Regions from separate parts of the Zea mays genome. Here region 1 is linked to region 2. A link is a contact called in public Hi-C data. All regions are on one chromosome and are shown on one strand. The core of a region is the stretch at or near the end of the contact, and the rest is flanking DNA. Distances in the headings are between cores, read along the strand shown.

Region 1 (3,649 bases), core at 197-2,696, 130 kb before region 2:
GAGGGGAATGCACAACATAGGAATGGACTGTGCGCGGGGAGGAGGGAATCGGAAAGGCACACAACATAGGAATGGACTGTGCGCGAGAAGGAGGGAATCGGAAAGGCACGCAGGAAGGAGGGAATCGGAAAGGCACACAACATAGGAATGGACTGTGCGCGGGGAAGAGAGAATCGGAAAGGCAGAACACGGAATGGGCAGAACAAGGAATGGCCGAATACTATTGCAGTCTTAATAAGTAGTAGAGATATAGTAGTGTAGATTTAGCAATCTAAAATATTAAAATAGAATAAAATAGTAACTAAAAATTAGTCTCTAACATTCTATAAAATTCTCTTTATCTCTTTTTGTTAAATCGATGTCATACCATCATACTTTATGTGACACGATATTTAATGGAGATAAAACTCAAGGCAATATCAATGAGTAAACTCGATGAATATGAAGTCTGAGCAGCAGTCAGCGGCAACAGGCCCGCCTAGTGTGGGGCGGGCATTCGGGCCAGTTCCGCACCGACGTCATGGACTTGTTTGGGCCCAAACGAGCTGCTCATACAAATTAGTCAGCCACTCTCAACAAAAAAATAGCTAATTAATTAATTTTCGTCTGTCTCCGGCTCTCCAAAAACTAGCTTAATTTTTACGTGCAATACGTAATTTTGGTTAAACTTTGGCTAATAAAAGGTTATTCAGATTACCGTGACAAACCCGATTTTATTTGTTATTATTCAAAGGGATACATGAACGATACCCGGAAGATTGTACATACGAAACGAAACAGACAGAAGTACATTAATATATCGTAGAAGACACAGGAAACATCCACACAGGACAGCGACCAATTATTATATCGTAGAAGACACAGGAAACCTTCCACGTCCAATCGTCCATATTGGATTGGATGCTCAACCAGAGATCTCAATAGCCTTCACCTCAGGCTTCTTCTCCTCCGCCTTGGGCACGGTGACCGTGAGCACGCCGTTCTCGAGGCCAGCCTTGACCTGATCCACCTTGGTGTTCTCCGGCAGGCGGAAGCGCCTGACGAACTGGCCGCTGCTGCGCTCGACGCGGTGCCACTTGTCGTCCTTGTCCTCCTTCTCCCTGCTGCGCTGGCCGCTGATGACCAGCATGTTGCCGTCCTCGACCTCGACCTTGACCTCTTCCTTCTTGACGCCGGGGAGGTCGGCCTTGAACACGTGCGCCTCGGGCGTCTCCTTCCAGTCGATGCGGGCGCTGGCGAAGGCGGCAGTCTCGGAGTTGGTGGAGGTCGCCGACGGGACGATGGAGCGGAACATGGTGTCGAAGGGGTCCCAGAGATCCATCGAGAAGGGGTCGAACACGTTGCTGCGCCTCACGAGCGACATTGTCGACTCTAGCTCTATGCGTCTCAACAAACAGAACTCAGTGGATTGCAAGAGTGTTTCAGGAAGTATGCTTTGGTAGGGACTAGCTAGTATCGCTTTGTGAATTTCCTTGGTGGCTTGCAGCCCTGCGCGTGGCAGGGTATTTATAGGACCAGACCATCCATATGAGCTAGTACAACCAATTCCTGAGACATCTCGAGCTATCTCCACTGCTGTCCACAATTATTGCTTCTAGATCTAGCTAGGAAGGGCCCGCTCCCATTTCGAGAGAAATCTCCCAGGCGCTGGACGATTCACACGATTGCTTTTTCTTTCCCTTTCTTCAATTCTGATTTATCTTTCGAAGCTTTCTACTGCTACTGTATTTTGTGAGTGCGATAGCTTCCTCTCTCTCTATATATATATAGATTGTATATTAGGAGCCCTGGGCTTCCTTTAGTTATTAGAAGCCCAGGCCAGACAAAGCCCAGGCCAGACAGTGCAATCCGGTCGAGCCGGACCAGGTCCAGACGTCTATAAAAGAAAATCCGTAGTGCTAGGGATCAGTTTTTACGCCCCATCTCGATTCATTATCGACGGTTGCCAGGTCGGCGGTGGCGGCGGTTCCCAGGCCGACGGTGGCGGCCCCCGATCCAGAAAGCGAGCGGCGGCGGCAACGCCCTTATGCGGTGGCGGCGGTTTCCAGACCGGCGGTGGCGGCCCCCGATCCAGAGGGCGAGCGGCGGCAGCGCCCTTGTGCGGTGGCGGCGATTCCCAGGCCGGTGGCCGCAACTCCATTACCTCGACGCGCGGTGGCGGAGGTTCCTCGATCCGCAGCGAGACCCTTGTGCAGGCAAGCGGCGGCGTCCCCGAAGTCCCGAGGAGGCGGCACTTCCAAGGCCGGCGAGCAAGCGACGCCCGTCGACGTGCGAGTAGCGACGGCGACGCATGAGGCGCGATGTTCGAGCGAGCGACGTCACGGAAGGGGCGAGATGCGCGCAGCGATGATCCGGCGCATTTTTCATTTCGTTTATTGTGTTTTATGCCTACCACATGTATTATTTACGCTAAAAACTGTATGTTTTTATGCTTTAACACAGAGTTCGTATATCAGTTTACTGCATGCACATTTGAAAGGCAATTCCTTGATTTATGCTGTTCTTAATTTGCGCGCATGCAATGAAAACTCCCACGATTTTGCCATAATTTTTGGATCTGTATAAAAATAGAAACCGCATGCATGTGGCTGCCATGTTTTTCGTATCTGTCATAAAAATAGGATCGTAATAACAACCTACTAAAGCTATCAACCTCTAATTGACTCGGTATTTACGCTTATAATTGAGGGATTTTATGCTCAAAACTTAAGGTTTTTACGCTCCACCCGGAGATGCGTCCACCAGTGAACAACATGCCAGATTTTTTACGCAGTGTAAGGAATTGCATAAATACCTACACCGTGTAGTATAATTTGTTTCAGTATACATCATAAACTATTTCTAATGCGTTTAGTTGCATGGCTGTTGGAGGGATCCTATATTTAAGAAGGAAATAAAACATTAAATGTGATTTTTTGTTTCTATGCATGCAATTCATTTCCTTTCATTGCATATTCTTTCCATCATAAATTCGTGTGCATGCAACCTGTAGCAGATTTTTACGCAGTATACCGAATTGCATAATTATCTACACAGTGTAGCATATTTAGTATCAGTATATAGCATAAAATGGTCATTACGAGTTTTAGTTGCATGTCTGTTTCAGCGATCCTAAATTTATGGAGGAAATAAAGCATTTAAAATAGAAACCGCCACACATATCTTTCCTAAATTTACGCGCATGCAAGGGAACGTGATTGACTCATGCATGCATTTTGCCATAATTTTAGGATCTGTATAACCGCATGCATGCGACTGCCATGTTTTTCGGATCTGCCATAAAAATAGGATCATAATAACAACCTACTAGAGCTATCAACCTCTCACATTGGCTCGGTATATACGCTTATAATTGAGGGATTTTATGCTCAAAACTTAATGTTATTACGCTCCAACCCGGAGGTGCGTCCACCAGTGAACAACATGCCAGATATTTTACGCAGTGTAACGAATTGCATAAATACCTACACCATGTAGTATAATTTGTATCAGTATATATCATAAACTAGATTTAATGTGTTTTAGCTGCATGGCTGTTGGAGGGATCTTATATTTATGAAGGAAATAAAACATTAAATACGATTTTTTGTTTCTATGCGTGTAATTCATTTCCTTTCATTGCACATTATTTTTATCATAAATTCGTGTC
Region 2 (3,312 bases), core at 549-3,048:
ATTAATATAATATAAAAAATAACTTAGCTAGTCGTCTTGTCTATTTAATATAAGTTAATATCTTATATTGTAGGTTAATTAGGATTTTATTTAATAAATTATTGTTGGATCGAGTCAACTCGCGGGTGGCAGAGCTGAGTCGAGTCGTCGCAAGCTCAAGCCCTAGTTATAGGTCCAGTCTATAACCCAAATAAAGATGATCCTTAAGCCAATACACATACAGGCCTTTATTAGGCCCGTTTCGGATATAAAACCCAATTCCTCAAGATTATATGGGATAGATGGGTCAATCTTCAGTCCAATGCATAGCCCAGCATGGCAAATAGCCGCGTGAGGGCATGTACCACCTAATGCTCTAAACACAATAGACCTAAGAACGGACTCTATATAATTAATATATTGGGATGAAATTTTATTATATAATGGGATGGTACAGTTGAGGGACAATTAGTAGAGATGAACTCTTCGCGGACAATATGCAGAGACAAACCCTTCAGTATGAACCCCGAAGATCTAAATCAAAACTCTTCCTGTTCTATTTTCTCTCTCATTTTTTTCACTGTCTCTTCTATCTCTTATACATATTTTTCCCATTTAATCTATAGTGACTCCTACATAGGATGGCGAAGATCCAAAACAGACGTGACCCCGGTTTCAATGAACATTTGGCAACTAGTGCAAAAGTAAAAGCAAAGCAGCTTTGCCTTTACCGATAAGCTTGGGCGCGGCTATCCAGAGATACTGCAAAGAAGCTCAGTCACACCGTTTGAGAAATTTTACAAATTTGAACTGAAATATTGGCAGGGAAGCTGCAGACCGTTTCACTACACCAACCAACATTGGGTTTGCTGTATCGGGGACCGAGGTCGTTGCAGACCGCGTTTCACTACACCAACATGAAACATACTCCGATCCTCCGCTATAAATTCCTTTTCGGATCAAATAACTTTGTATGTTCAATGGTGAGAAAGAAAAAAGAACGGAACCTTCTAGTTAGGATTAGGACTTAGGAAGGAACAGGGAAGAACCAGCGAGCACGCAAAGTTACAGACAGATCACAAGCGCACCCCAGAAAAATGCCGAATCATACCCCCAATTGCTTCGAAGTTGATCGGACTGACTCACGCACTCGAATGCCGAATCATACCCCCAGCGCCTCTAATTCACGCCACCAACTCACCGGACACGCGATTAATCGATCGGTCACTCCGGGATGGCGACCAGCATAGGCCGCCACGGCCTGCGAATGAGCAGCCGCCGCCGGAACCCGCCGAACACGAACCTCCGGTGCGCGGCACCTGCTGCCGACGGCACCGCAGCCGCGGACGCCTCTGGCCGGGCCAGCGCCGGCAGCAGCACGGCCACCGGCTGGCCGTGCGGCTTCTTGGCGCACCGGCAGACGTCGCCGTCGCCGTCGCCATCGTCGCCAGGGGCGCAGTCGTCCGTCATCACGAGCAGCTGCTCCAAGGAGCTTCGGCTGAGGAGGCCGCTCTTCTCCCCCTCGCCGTCCTCCAGCGCGGCCGAGGCCGGCGGCGGCGGGTTGCGACTCCTGCGGAGGAGGCGCCGCACGAGGATCCACAGGCTCTTCGCCTTGGGCGGCTTGTTGAGCTTTACGGCCATTATTCTCCCCGTCCCTCCGAGGCTCCAATAGCAAATTGGCCCCTCTGATAGTCTGATGTCTGATCAGTGATCACTCAGTGCTGTGGACAGTGGACGTGCTGTTATATATATATGTAAAGTACAGAGGATCGAGTTCGACTTTTATCTCGTAATCTGATCAAGAGAGTAAACAATATTTGATTTTAGTCTTCTTACTAGCTTAGTGCCAAATTTCTTGGTTGAGGGAGGGTCAGCGCAGTCTGTTTATGAGGTGGGTGTGATCCCATCTTCTATTGGCAAGAGATCTAGTGCTAGGTTGGCTGCAAAGAAAAAATTGAAGATTGGGAGAAATAGAAATGCCATTGTTAAGGCACAAGAAATTCTAGTTGCTAAGTTAAATAATTCTGCTTCATCACATTTTCAAAATTCAAAGGCTTCATTTTCTAATGACCAGGTGGATTTGGTTGAGCAACTTGCGAGGCATTTCTCTAGGCCTCTAACCAAGGAACAAATGGAGGCAATTATGGAGCTGGCAAATCAGGGGAAGAAAAATGAAGGGATCAAGAAGAAGGGCAGCAAGGTGACACCCCTCCAGGCTCCTATCATCAAGGCTTCTGAGATGCGCTGAGTTGTAATCTGAGAGGTGTGGGTAGTTCTTGTGCATCATGTTATGTTGCCGGTGTGCTTGCTTGTGGGTCGCCCATGATCTTTTGTTGCCTGCTTGGTGTAGCAGGTTGTTGCCTGGGCAGTGGTGTTGGTTTCTTTGGTTGGCATTATCTGTGCCTCTGTTTATCTTATTTTCTGTTGTAAGACGCGGGTTATTCGCTTCTGAAAGTATGTTATGGACGGTGGAAGGCTGGCTGGTTCCTGTCCTCCTTTCCTATCCTGTGTGCCTCATGTGTGACATTTATTTAAGTAGGGGAGCTGTTTTTGATTAATGAATATCAACTGTTGTATTCTGTCTTGGAATGTGAGGGGTCTAAATGACCCAGCTAAGAGGGAAAGTGTGAAACAATTGATTCTATCTTCTGGTGCAACTATTGTTTGTCTTCAAGAAACAAAGATAATGAGCTGGAATTGTAACTTATTAAAGGAAACTCTCGGGTGTAAGTTAGCAACTCAGACGACTCATTTGCCTTCTCTTGGAGCCTCAGGTGGGATTCTAATCGCTTGTGATGCAGATTTTTTTGATATGGTTACGATTCCATACCCATCTGTATTTTCGTTATCTGTCAGGGTTTGTTCCCGTCTTTGCGATGTGGCGTGGGACCTTACAGGAGTTTATGGCCCTCAACATGAGAACGAGAAAATGACTTTCTTAACAGAGCTGCGCAATATTCGACATATGATGAAGCCTGAATGGTTGATCTTAGGTGATTTTAACATGATAAGGAGAGCAAGGGAGAAAAATAAAGGTTCAATAAATAGAAGAGTGATAAGACAATTCAATCACACAATTGACTACCTTCAGCTTTTAGAGATTGAGCTCAATGGTAAATTATTCACTTGGTCAAACGAACGAGACGACCCTACGATGTCTAGAATTGACAGATTTTTGGCGACTACGGAGTGGCATGATACGTTTCCTTAGGCCGATCTGCAAGCTTTTGGGACCATGACTTCGGATCATTGCCCTCTAGTTATGCAAGGGTGCTCGGATTTTGGTTTCTATAGGGGTTTTCGATTTGAGGCTTTTTGGACAAAAATTGATGG

Evidence for each region. A called contact is a pair of places that touch in the nucleus more often than the background predicts.
Region 1: a Hi-C map of leaf shows a contact between it and region 2, with 5 times the contacts expected there. The contact joins the promoter of LOC100286044 here to the promoter of LOC103649806 in region 2. A contact is called at or near these places in 2 of 25 Hi-C or Micro-C datasets (both in leaf).

What each region holds. Positions count from the first base shown.
Region 1 is chr3:20,585,625-20,589,273 of Zm-B73-REFERENCE-NAM-5.0, reverse strand. LOC100286044 (16.9 kDa class I heat shock protein 1) reads right to left here and starts at 1,446. Exons shown (of 1, transcript NM_001320837.1): 1 at 697-1,446. The coding sequence starts at 1,363. The coding sequence ends at 905.
Region 2 is chr3:20,457,329-20,460,640 of Zm-B73-REFERENCE-NAM-5.0, reverse strand. It overlaps LOC103649806, which reads right to left and starts at 1,798. Exons shown (of 1, transcript XM_008675518.4): 1 at 791-1,798. The coding sequence starts at 1,620. The coding sequence ends at 1,204.